Linked DNA regions of Mus musculus: region 1 is linked to region 2. A link is a contact called in public HiCAR-type data. All regions are on one chromosome and are shown on one strand. Each heading gives the region's core, a stretch centred on a gene start, on an enhancer-like site or on the middle of the called end of the contact. The rest is flanking DNA. Distances are from core to core; before and after follow the strand shown. Region 1 overlaps Phgdh (3-phosphoglycerate dehydrogenase). Region 2 overlaps Notch2 (notch 2).

What was found. HiCAR-type assays count read pairs that join an accessible place to other places.
Region 1: a HiCAR-type map of astrocytes shows a contact between it and region 2, with 2.0 times the contacts expected there. The contact joins two enhancer-like sites. A contact is called at or near these places in 3 of 484 Hi-C or Micro-C datasets (cortical neurons, double positive thymocytes and palatal mesenchyme), 1 of 115 datasets of contacts at active chromatin or transcription factors (astrocytes) and 3 of 9 other capture datasets (adipose tissue, embryonic stem cells and pancreatic islet).

The regions. Positions count from the first base shown.
Region 1 is chr3:98,317,578-98,323,294 of GRCm38.p6, forward strand. It overlaps Phgdh (3-phosphoglycerate dehydrogenase), which reads right to left. Exons shown (of 12, transcript NM_016966.3): 6 at 3,636-3,768; 7 at 3,069-3,217; 8 at 2,043-2,195. Among named protein-coding and RNA genes, the nearest start is that of Phgdh, 20 kb to the right of the region's middle. Within about 2 kb of position 1,799, at least 72 of the 459 cell types and tissues checked have an H3K27ac peak or open chromatin away from gene starts, as enhancers often do. A contact at or near this core is called in astrocytes, where this site is marked.
Region 2 is chr3:98,140,737-98,146,700 of GRCm38.p6, forward strand. Notch2 (notch 2) reads left to right here. Exons shown (of 34, transcript NM_010928.2): 30 at 728-893; 31 at 2,157-2,458; 32 at 3,626-3,773; 33 at 4,386-4,483; 34 at 5,317-5,964. Among named protein-coding and RNA genes, the nearest start is that of Adam30, 17 kb to the right of the region's middle. Within about 2 kb of position 4,580, at least 7 of the 459 cell types and tissues checked have an H3K27ac peak or open chromatin away from gene starts, as enhancers often do. A contact at or near this core is called in astrocytes, where this site is marked.

The DNA.
Region 1 (5,717 bases), core at 549-3,048, 170 kb after region 2:
CGCCCCACTGGCAAACGTACAAGAACTCGGGTTTGATGAAGAAAATCAAATAAGTGGCTATGAGATGAGAAAAAAAAACAATGCTTCTATTCTTGCTTTCAGTTATCATTAGACACGACTTTAGCGCTACTTGTAAAAACTGCAGGAGAGGAAGGAAGGAAAGTCAGAGGACGAGGAGGAGGAAGAGGGCTCAGACAGAGCAGATGTGCTCAGCTCAGAAGCCGCAGCACATCTCATTGTTGTCCAGTGAGCGGGGCCCACAGAGCCCAACCTGGGGATGTGCTCGCTGACTGTCGGTCCATGACAAAGATAAAAGGATGTGCAGTGGTCAGACTTGAAAATAAATAGGAAGATGCCAGGGTAGAGTCAGGCGCCTCTGGAAACCAAACTGGTCCTAATGCTCGTCTGTGCTATGGTCAGAGAACTGGAGAAGATGCAGGCATAATTAGGGAGAGATGTCCTCTTGTAATAAAAACATCTCTTTCCAAAGACTATCAGTAGCTTGGGGTGGTTCGTTCAACTTGCTAATGTTTATGGTGACTGAGAGATTTCATAGTTTATGTAAGATGGTAACACTCTGTCTTTGTACTCCATGGAGTTTGTGTGAAGAAGTTCCTGTCAGAAAGTCATGGGATCTCACCACCACCTCAGGGCAGGTGGCTACCTCAAAGGGATCGCAAGGAGGGGGCAGAAGCCTGCCTTTGAAAAAGCTGAGCAGGTCCTCTGTCAGATTGCCCAAAATGTGGGACGTTCATTAGCAGGGCATCAGCTGAGGCAGGAGAGGGGCTGTTTCATTTAGGCTTCCATTCTCTGGTTGGACAACTCAGCCAGGAGCCCAATCAAGGTCACCTGCTCAAAAACTCACTGGGAGGCCAGATGAACAGGAAAATGTGCTCTGGTCTCAGGGAGCCAATACAGTGTGCAGAGGACGGAGGACAAACAGGTCAATGCCATACGGTCACCACAGGCTCTGTAGGCTCTTACACCACAAGTGGCTCTCAAAGAGGCTAATCACCACAGACCAAATGGCATCCTGACTGTCTTGAGACAGAGAACTGAGCTGTCTAAATGGAGGAAGGAGGGCTGCGCGGAATCCAGCTAGTGACTATTTCCAGGCTGTGAGTCAGTTAGAAAGGCCATGGGTCCTCTCGCACATCCAGTTGGATCCACCGATTTTTGCAGAGTATTAAGTACTTGCTTGGTGGTCATTCACAGAGGCTGCAGAGAAACTTAGACAGCCTTTCAGTCTTCAGGGAACTTAGAATTCAGCTTTAACAAGTTAATAGACCTGTTATGTCGTATAAGGTGTGGACAGTGAGTGTGACAGGGCACACTTTTAACTCCAGCACTCAGGAGGTAGAGCTGGGTCTGAGGCCAGGGCTACATAGTGAGACCCTGCCTCACAAAAACACCAAACCAAACCAAAACCAATCAACCAAACAAACACAATCATAAGTAGAAAAAAAAAAAAAAAAACCCTGAGGCACAGCTCCAATGATTCAGAAAGCATTGAAAGAGGAAGCAAGCCCCCAGGAAGGATTAGGGCCAGAATGTGGGGGCATCTGGTATTCCCCAGACTAAGCAAGGGGCCAACTAACAGGGAAGGTTCACAGAGAAAGCGGGGTGAGTTCTGACTGAGGACATGATGTAAAGAATGCCTAGCACACCCACCTCCTCCATCTTACACACACACACACACACACACACACACTGAGCCTCTCTCTGTCACCCTAGCAACACCACCCCACTCCCAAGGCATGTGGACAACAAAGGAGCCTTTTTTTTCTGGTGGCTGAGCCTGGGAAGGGTCAAATCTCTGCAGCAAGGCTACAATATAACAGCTCAAAAACAGACTCCCAGCTCCAAGGTCTTAGCTATCAAGACTACAGAAGGGCTGCTCCATCCATCTATCCCAAGTGCCAACACAAGTACAGATTCCAACTCTTCAGTTCCCAGGGCTGAGCCTGTCCACCCCTAGCTGCTTCGTCTGTGCCTTTTCTCTTCCCAGACTCCAGGCCCCAGTCTCATGTTGCAATACTTACAACGCCTGTTAGAGATTTCCCCTTCACCATGTCCACAAACTGGACTGCGATTTCCTCCCCACAGCGGCTCTGGGCTTCCTTGGTGCTGGCACCCAGGTGGGGACAGCTGATGACATTCTCGTGGTCCACTAAGGCCCGGTCCCGTGGTGGCTCCTACCCAGAGAGATATCTCTAAGTTGGTTATGAACTGGCTATACACCCTCTGCTGTTGTTCCCACTGAACTTTGAGAATTGCAACCATGCGGATCCCAGCAGACAATGCAATGTTACTCATGGCAGAAGATGCTACTGCATAATTAGAAGACGGTCCTACACAGTGGAGCTTGTGACAGAGTTGAGAGACCCAGAAACACAAACCAAAACACTGTGCACCTTTGGCTGGGAACATCCCAGTGCTGTGGGGCTTCAGAGGGGGCCAGTGACTTGCCACGGCCTCATAGCTAGAACCCGCATTCAAGCCAAGGTCCACACTCTTTCCTCTGGGGCCACACCAAGGAACCCAGATGCTGAGATAACATCTCTGAGGAGAGAGGCCAATAGGACTGGTGCAAGTGCGTACTCAGCACTCTGTATGCTGAGGCTAAACCTTTGAACATGCTGGGACAAGAAAGAGTACACTCTGGGGACTTTGGGAGAATACTGTCATCATTCCTGGGCTTCTGAGCCTCCCTGGGAAGGGAAGAGGAAAAGAGGAAAGCTAATGGGTACCAGGCAGGCCATCTTCTTGGCCATATGGCTGACTTAAGTATCGGGAGTGGCACACAAACTCCCCTTGTCTTCTCCAAGTCATCAATACGGCAACAGCCTGACCAGGAACGGGTACTGTTTAACAGTTTAACCAGGAATGGGTTCTATTTAGGACCTTAGTTTTGCAGAAGGCAGCACAGCCTCTTCAAAACCGCAGGTGTGTTCTTGGCACACAGTGAGCTCTTGGGCTTCAAGATGGCGCACTGTCTTGCCCAAGGCCTTTGTGCTCCCCCCTCACCTTTACCCTCTGACCCCGACACAGAGGCTGCAAGCACTTACTTCTGTAAACACATCCAGTGCAGCCCCAGCACACTGACCAGACTGCAGGGCACGCAGCAGGGCACCTTCATCCACAATGCCTCCTCGAGCACAGTTCACTACTCGCACACCTTTCTTGCACTGAGCAAAGGTGCTGTCATTCAGCAAGCCTGGAAGAAAGAGGAGACTATTATGATGGCTCTTGACCCTCTCACTTAACAGGTCCCATAACTCACATCTCCCCAAAGGCCTCTTTCTCCTGGATAGCTACCTTGTTCTCACTTCTGTCTTCCTAGATGCTCTGGGATAATAGACCTTGTACTAGATGTGGGTTAGAGTCAAGAAGTTTAGGAAATGGTGCTTGGTGGTCCAACAAAATGCCCTGCAGGGTCCCATGAAGCCTCTACCCGGGATGCCAGTTGTACTACCTCAGTCTATTTAGACACCTGGCTTTTCCAGAGAGCTCACCCCTCCTCCATCTGAGGCAAGGACTTGTGACAAAGTATCATCATGCTCAGCAGGCCCCAGGCAGCTCCCTCCCTACACCTGCTTGATGATGTCTGCAGAAAACCCACACTGAGAGCCTACCTGTGGTAGAGGGCAGGAGTGGGGTATGGACAGTTATAAAGTCACAGAGAGGCCAGATCTCCTCCAGCGGCAGCTGCTGAACACCAAAGGAGGCGGCGACTTCAGGAGAGATGATGGGGTCATAGCCTACAGTCTGGTCAGAAGTGAGAGAAGGCAGAGGCATCTTAATATCAATAGCATCATTATCAGTAACTGCACCATCAGTAACTGGTGCCACACGAAACCTAACTGAATTCCCTACTGTAATTCTCAGAACAGTACAGGAGGCTTGGGGCTACGCTCCTGACGGGAAGGAGGCTTGCAGAACCAGCAGGGTGCACAGCCAGCATAGAGGGGAAGAGGCTGCCTCTCACCAACCTCCAAACCCCCCAGCAGGTGCAGGAGCAACTTCGGTGTGGCTGGACCAAGTGGGTCTTGGAAGCCCTGAGACAGGAGCACTGGTGAGGGAGGGCACTCCCATGGGGAATGTGCCACAGGAAACAGAAGACAGGCTGGTAGATGCAGCTGTAAGGCCCAGGACAGACTGGAGAGAAGGACAGCTTCTAATCAGAAGATAAACCAAGACGTGCCATTAGAAAGAAGGTTAATTCATATTGTTGTTCCACCTATAGGGTTGCAGTTCCCTTTAGCTCCTTGGGTAATTTCTCTAGCTCCTCCATTAGGGGCCGTGTGACCCATCCAATAGCTGACTGTGATCATCCACTTCTGTGTTTGCTAGGCCCCGGCATAGTCTCACAAGAGAGAGCTATAACTGGGTCCTTTCAGCGAAATCTTGCTAGTGTATGCAATGGTGTCAGCATTTGGAAGCTGATCATTTGTCTTTAGCTGCATATGTATCAAAAGATGGCCTAGTCGGCCATCACTGCAAAGAGAGGCCCATTGGACTTGCAAACTTTATATGCCCCAGTACAGGGGAACGCCAGGGCCAAAAAGGGGGAGTGGGTGGGTATGGGATTGGGGGGGTGGGTATGGGGGACCTTTGGGATAGCATTGAAAATAAATGAGGAAAATACCTAATTAAAAAAAAAAAAAAGGTTAAGATACTATGTAGGGCTGAAGAAGGGGTAAGAGCCCTCTCTCTGAATTCGATTTAGTGAGACTTAAAATGCCCCTGGTTTTGAAATAACCCAGATTACACAATATGCAGAGCTTAAAGTCTCAATTCATACTAACGTTCCAGTGACCAAAGGCAAAGTTTTCAGCCTCATGAAACTGGTTCAGTGTCATCACCGAAGCGGATGGGGCACACAGATGCTTACCGCTAAGGCAAGCTGATAACAGCAATACTATGTAACATTTACTGTGTCTGGTGCTTTGTTGTTGTTTCTAAAGCCTAGGCTTGCTTGCCTTACAGTTGAAATCCTCCTACCTCAGCCTTTGAAGTGCTAGGATTACAGGCCTGTGCCCTCAGGCCTGGCCGTGATAGCACATCTACATCGTACCTGATGGATTAGGTATTAATTCCCTGTGTTAGCCCGGAGAAACCAAGGCAGCGGTCACTCCTGGCATTATACTCTGGCCTCGGGGCCTGCTCGTCTAGTGCCTACACTCCTCCCGGGAAGGCAGAAAGGTGGGATAAGAGCAGGGGCAGGTCAGCATGGGGGCAATCATGGGCGAGGGCAGCACTGTCCAACAGAGACAACTGACTCTGAGCAAAAAGACGGCATGGAGAATCCATGCTACACACACACACCCACATGCAAACCTTCCCTACCCCTCATGCCCCCTAGACACAGACACACAGACACACAGACACAGACACAGACACACACACACACCTTGTGAGAGAAAGGAGTTGAATGAGATGAAACCCAGCATTGGAGACAATCTCAAGGAAGAATCATTCAAGTCTCAGGAGGAGCCATGGCCTCAGTTACATTATTCCCCATAAGCAGCCAGGCAGATTCAGAAAGCAGGCAGGTGGGTTTTGCAATAACGAAGACCTAAGTACCCTTGCCTGATCTACCAGCAGGCCTCCCTACCAAGCTCAACTTTTGTCTGAGATTGACTATGGAGAAAGGGCCATAGGAACCATATGTCATGAAGGCCCTGATGTCCTTGAGGAGGAAGGGTATAGTCAAT
Region 2 (5,964 bases), core at 3,330-5,829:
TAAAAACCCATTGTTTGGGGCTGGAGAGATGGCTCAGCAGTTAACAGCACTGACTGCTCTTCCAGAGGTCCTGAGTTCAATTCCCAGCAACCACATGGTGGTCCACAACCATCTGTAATGGGATCTGATGCCCTCTTCTGGTGTGTCTGAAGACAACTACAGTGTACTTAAGATGAATAGATGAATGAATGAATGAATGAATGAATGAATGAATGAATGAATGAATCTTTTTTAAAAAACACCATTGTTTTGCATACTAAACTCTTTGAAAGGAAGGAAGGAAGGAAGGAAGGAAGGAAGGAAGGAAGGAAGGAAGGAAAGGGGAAAGGGGAAAGGGGAAAGGGGAAAGGGGAAAGGGGAAAGGGGAAAGGGGAAAGGGGAAAGGGGAAAGGGGAAAGGGGAAAGGGGAAAGGGGAAAGGGGAAAGGGAAGGAAAGGAAAGGAAAGGAAAGGAAAGGAAAGGAAAAGAAGCTAGCAACCATGGTTGACAGGTGATGCAGTGCCAGGTAGCACATACCACACGGTCAGCTGAGAAGAGAGAAACCACTTATTAAAGTCAACAAGATTAAAATTTCATTTGAAGAGCAAATAGGAGTCAGCCAAACAAGGTGGAGGGGACCATCACAGGCAGGTTAGAAGAGATGGGAGGAGACCCTGCCATTCCTCAGCCTTGTCTGCAGCTCCTGGAGGGCTCAGGTTAATGAGGGGAACCTTTCTTCCCTCTCCAGGCTGAGGATGAGGCTTTGCTGTCGGAAGATGACCCCATCGATCGACGGCCCTGGACACAGCAGCACCTTGAAGCTGCAGACATCCGCCACACTCCATCCCTGGCACTCACTCCTCCTCAGGCAGAACAGGAGGTGGACGTGCTGGACGTGAATGTCCGAGGCCCAGGTCAGTAGCGGTCCCTGCCCTCCATGGTTCTGGCTGGTCGGTGAGCGTTTCTCCCCCTGGCCAGCTGCCCCTGCCAATTGCAGACCTCGAGGAAGCTCGAGGGAATGAATATGTGAGAAACATTGTCATGCGGAAATTATGAACCTGGGACAATGACACTGGTGGCTCATGGGTAAAAGTATTTACCATGAAAGCCTGACCACCTGAGTTCAAGCCTCAGCGTCCATGTCAAAGTTGGACAGAGTCGTCCTCTGGCCTCCACATACGTGTTATGGACATGCACACGCACGCACATGTGCTCATACATACCATACCAGTAATTTATGTGCTAAGGCATATGTGCACATATCATATACATACAATAAGATAAATAAATATTTAAGTGATTTTAAATTATGGGCTGGAGAGATGCTCAGTGGTAAGAGCACTTGTTGCTCTTACAGAGGACCTGCACCCACATGGTGCCTTACTACCTCAGTGCCAGGGGCTCCAACACCATTTTCTGGCCTGTATGAGCACTGTATGCTCATGGTTCAAAAATACATGTAGGCAAAACACTCGTACTCATTAAATAAATCCTTAAGTTTTTTTCAACTGAAAATGCAGATTTCAAAGAAAAGGAAGGATTTTGCAGTGCTTCATATACAGCATACTGAGAAAATTAAACAAATTGGATTTTAGGGGGATAGAAAAATAGTATCTGTCTTAGTCACTGGTCTGATGTTGTGAAGAGACACTGTGGCAGAGAGAGATAGAGAGACAGACAGACAGATAGACAGACAGAGACAGACTGGGCCTGGCATGGGATTTTGAAACCTCAAAATGCATCCCCCAGTGACACACTTCCTCCAATAAGAACCACCTCCTAATCCTTCTCAAATAGTGTCGCTTCCTGTTAACTAAGCATTCAAATCTACGAGTTGGTGGGGGCCATTCTTATTCGAACCACCACAGTATCCGACAGCAGACTGTGGGGAACTACTATAATTCCTGTCTTACAGGCAGATTAAAATATTGTCTGTCTAGTTTGAGATGTCATAATTGCACTTAAACTCAAGCAGAAAAGTTTGTCAGTTTGAGGAAGAGCCTCAGGGCAGAAGGCAGCTGCTTCCCTACACTCTTCACATAGCTGGTGCTGTCATGTAAAACCTGTCATAGTTCTACAAGCACGGAGAGTCCACAGCCCACAGCATGATGGCGGTCAGCAGAACTGTTCCTGTAATGGGTTAATTTGAATGTGTTTGCAATATTCCCTCCCTACAGATGGGTGTACTCCACTGATGCTGGCTTCTCTCCGAGGAGGCAGCTCAGACCTGAGTGATGAAGACGAAGATGCTGAGGACTCTTCTGCCAACATCATCACAGACTTGGTCTACCAAGGTGCCAGCCTTCAAGCACAGACAGACCGCACTGGCGAGATGGCCCTGCACCTTGCAGCCCGCTATTCGAGAGCTGATGCTGCCAAACGCCTCCTGGATGCTGGTGCGGATGCAAATGCCCAGGACAACATGGGCCGATGTCCTCTTCACGCTGCGGTGGCAGCAGACGCCCAAGGTGTCTTTCAGGTAAAGAGCCAAGAGTTGGTTTGAATCTGAAAGATGAGGTGGCTCAGTGGGTAAGGTGTATCGTGGTAAATCACCATGTTTACGGCAACTTATAATAGAGCAAGTCTAGTGGAGCCTATGCTTTCAGAAGATCAGAGTCCATCATGGCAGAGTGAGAACACCGGGCTGGGGGAAGGTGTGGGGGCTGTGGGGGCCAGGAACAGCTGAGAGCTCACATCTTGAACCACAAATGGGAGGCGGAGAGCTACTGGGAGTGGCACACATTTTATTTCAAACCTCAAAGTACGTCCCTGTGACATACCTCCTCCAACAAGGCCATACATCTTTCCCAAATGGCCACCAGTCTAAATCAAATGCCCAAGACTTAACTGGGGACATCTCATTCAAAACACCACAGGTGTTTGCCACCAATCCCGAGAACCCAAGGACCTAGGACCTTCAGCCCCTAGGACCCACATAGTAAAAAGAGAGAACTGATCCCTGAAGGTTGTTCCCAAACCTCTGTGTGTGTACCATTGCACAGACATGCCTGCACACGCACAAAATAAAATAACTATTACAGGCCTGTGGTGGTTCAGCTTAACTAACACACTTACCCGCTCATTGAATTCATTCAGAACTTCTGAATGAGTGTTATGCGGGACAGAAAAGGGGGGAAGGCCAGCTGACCTACTGTGAGTAGCCAGAGAAAAGGGGGAAGGCCAGCTGACCTACTGTGAGTAGCCAGAGAATGATTCAGTCAGCAACAGGGTTCTGAATCTAATCAGCAATATTTTGATGTGCAGTGATGCCTCGCAGATGGCGGTCATATGGGAGTAGTAAATGACCCAACTCCTTGGATTACTGTTAACTCTCTGGATAGCTCTGCCTGTCTGTGGGCCCACGGCTCATCCCTGACATGAGTGGGCAGTGTGTTCCTTGATACTCGTATTTTAACCTGAAGAGGAAATTGGAAACATTCTAGCTGTATGCATGATTGAAGTTGTGACACCTGTACATACCTTTCCCTATATAGTGGTTCATTCACTTATTCAGCAAATGCCTAATGATTAGCCATTATAGCTCCTAGGGCATAGAATAGCCTGCCTCCCAGGGACACCTCATTTGGAGTGCTCTTATTTCATTCTTTTTCCTTATCTAAGGGACACTTCTCTGCTTCTCTTCTAGATTCTGATCCGCAACCGTGTAACCGATCTGGATGCCAGAATGAACGATGGTACTACCCCCCTGATCCTGGCTGCCCGCCTGGCTGTGGAAGGAATGGTGGCAGAGTTGATCAATTGCCAAGCAGATGTCAATGCAGTGGATGACCATGGTAGGGACAAGGATGTGGCTCCATCTGCAGAGAGCGTCTCTACACAAGAGACTTGCTACCCTTCTGAGAGGACTTTCTCAGATCTGAAACTGGACAGTCCCTTGTCCTTCCCCATCATTTGCACATCCTTCAGTCTGCGGGGCTCAGAGACTGAGGTGATAGGAGCCCCACATTAAGATGAGAGGGGGCTTTAGTTGTAGTTTTTTTCAGTAAGAGGGTTCTTGGACCTCAAAGAATGTTCTTGAAAAGTTTGCCTGTGGGTTCCTAGTCATAATCACTCTTACTGTGGGAGTGGATTCACTGGGGGTTATGAGATATCCTCAATATGTACTTGGTGTATAGTAGCATGTTTGCTATCTTCAGTTTGTGAAGCTTGGGCATGTGGAGGGCATGGATGTCCCACACCAGGGATCCTGTTAGCTAGAGGCTCCCAGCCTGTGCCAAAATATTCTGAGAACACAAGGAAAGGAAAATACAAGTGTGCTTTCCTGTGGGCTCTCTTGGCCCCTGACCTCATGCTGCTCTCTGGGGAGTTCAAGGTTTCTTGAAAAAAACAAAACAACAGCACAGCACTTTCCTTAGTGTCTTACTTACAAAATGTTTCCCCTGCAGGAAAATCTGCCCTCCACTGGGCAGCTGCTGTCAATAATGTGGAGGCGACTCTTCTGCTGTTGAAGAATGGGGCCAACAGAGATATGCAGGACAATAAGGTACAGCTCTTAGCTCAGAGCCTGAGTATGCTCACAGCAGTGTCTCTCTCACTTAGGAGGACAAATGGGGAAGCTTGTGCGGGAGCTGGGTCCAGAGAGCCTGAGGGAGGGAGGATGCAGGCCTTGTTGGGAGGCAGCCCCTGGTTGTCCGGTGCTCACTGCACTGCCCTGGGAATCACTTGGCGCACTCCTTCCTGCCTTTTTCCTTCAGCAGTCTGTCTGCTCTGGGAGGTGCTTACCGACCTCTCTCACGTTCCTCCCTTCTCTCTGTGCGGTAGTTTGTTTCTCTGTTCTTGGATACCGAGGTACACTTGTGTTTGAGCTGCCTGTCGTGGCCCCGTGGCCCCGCTCTTGTTGTGGCTCCCCTCCTCTCCTTACCCCTCCTGTTGTGCCCCCCTCCTTTCCTCACCCCTCCTTTATTCCTCTTGCACTTACTGTTTTCCTTCTTCTCCTCAAGCCCCACCCCCACCCCGCGCCCCTGCCATCTCATGTTCTGAATTCTTTGTACACTTTGGCTTCCCTCCTCTTTCTTATTGGTAGCCCAGTTTCCCCTTGGCACTTCGTGTTGACAAGCCCATCTCTTTTCAGTGAGGCTTTGGCTCTGAGGCTGTCTAAAAAGCTGGTGGTCCTGGGAGCAGACTGGGTTCTTTGGAATAGAGAAGATCGCTGTGGAAGTCAAAGATACACAATATGTAGAAAATGATACTGTCTGTCTGTGGCATTTTATAGAGGAAGCACTTAGGAAAAGCACTAAAAAGGTTATAAAAGAGTAAAGGTTAGAAACAATCCTGTGTTCTCTGGGTATTAAAATGTATTCTACGGTCTTTCTTCAGGAAGAGACACCTTTGTTTCTTGCTGCCCGAGAGGGAAGTTATGAAGCGGCCAAAATCCTGTTAGACCATTTTGCCAACCGGGACATCACTGACCACATGGACCGCCTTCCCCGGGATGTGGCTCGGGACCGCATGCACCATGACATCGTTCGCCTCCTGGACGAGTATAACGTGACTCCCAGCCCTCCGGGAACGGTCTTGACTTCTGCGCTCTCACCTGTCCTCTGTGGGCCCAACAGGTCTTTCCTCAGTCTGAAGCACACCCCAATGGGTAAGAAGGCTAGGCGGCCCAACACCAAGAGCACCATGCCCACGAGCCTGCCTAACCTTGCCAAGGAGGCCAAGGATGCCAAGGGCAGCAGGAGGAAGAAGTGTCTGAACGAGAAGGTCCAGCTGTCCGAGAGCTCAGTGACTCTATCCCCCGTCGATTCGCTCGAGTCTCCTCACACGTATGTCTCCGATGCCACATCCTCTCCCATGATCACATCCCCTGGAATCTTACAGGCCTCGCCCACCCCCCTGCTGGCTGCTGCCGCCCCGGCTGCCCCAGTGCACACACAGCATGCGCTGTCTTTCTCTAACCTTCATGACATGCAGCCTTTGGCTCCTGGAGCCAGCACCGTGCTCCCCTCGGTCAGCCAGCTGCTA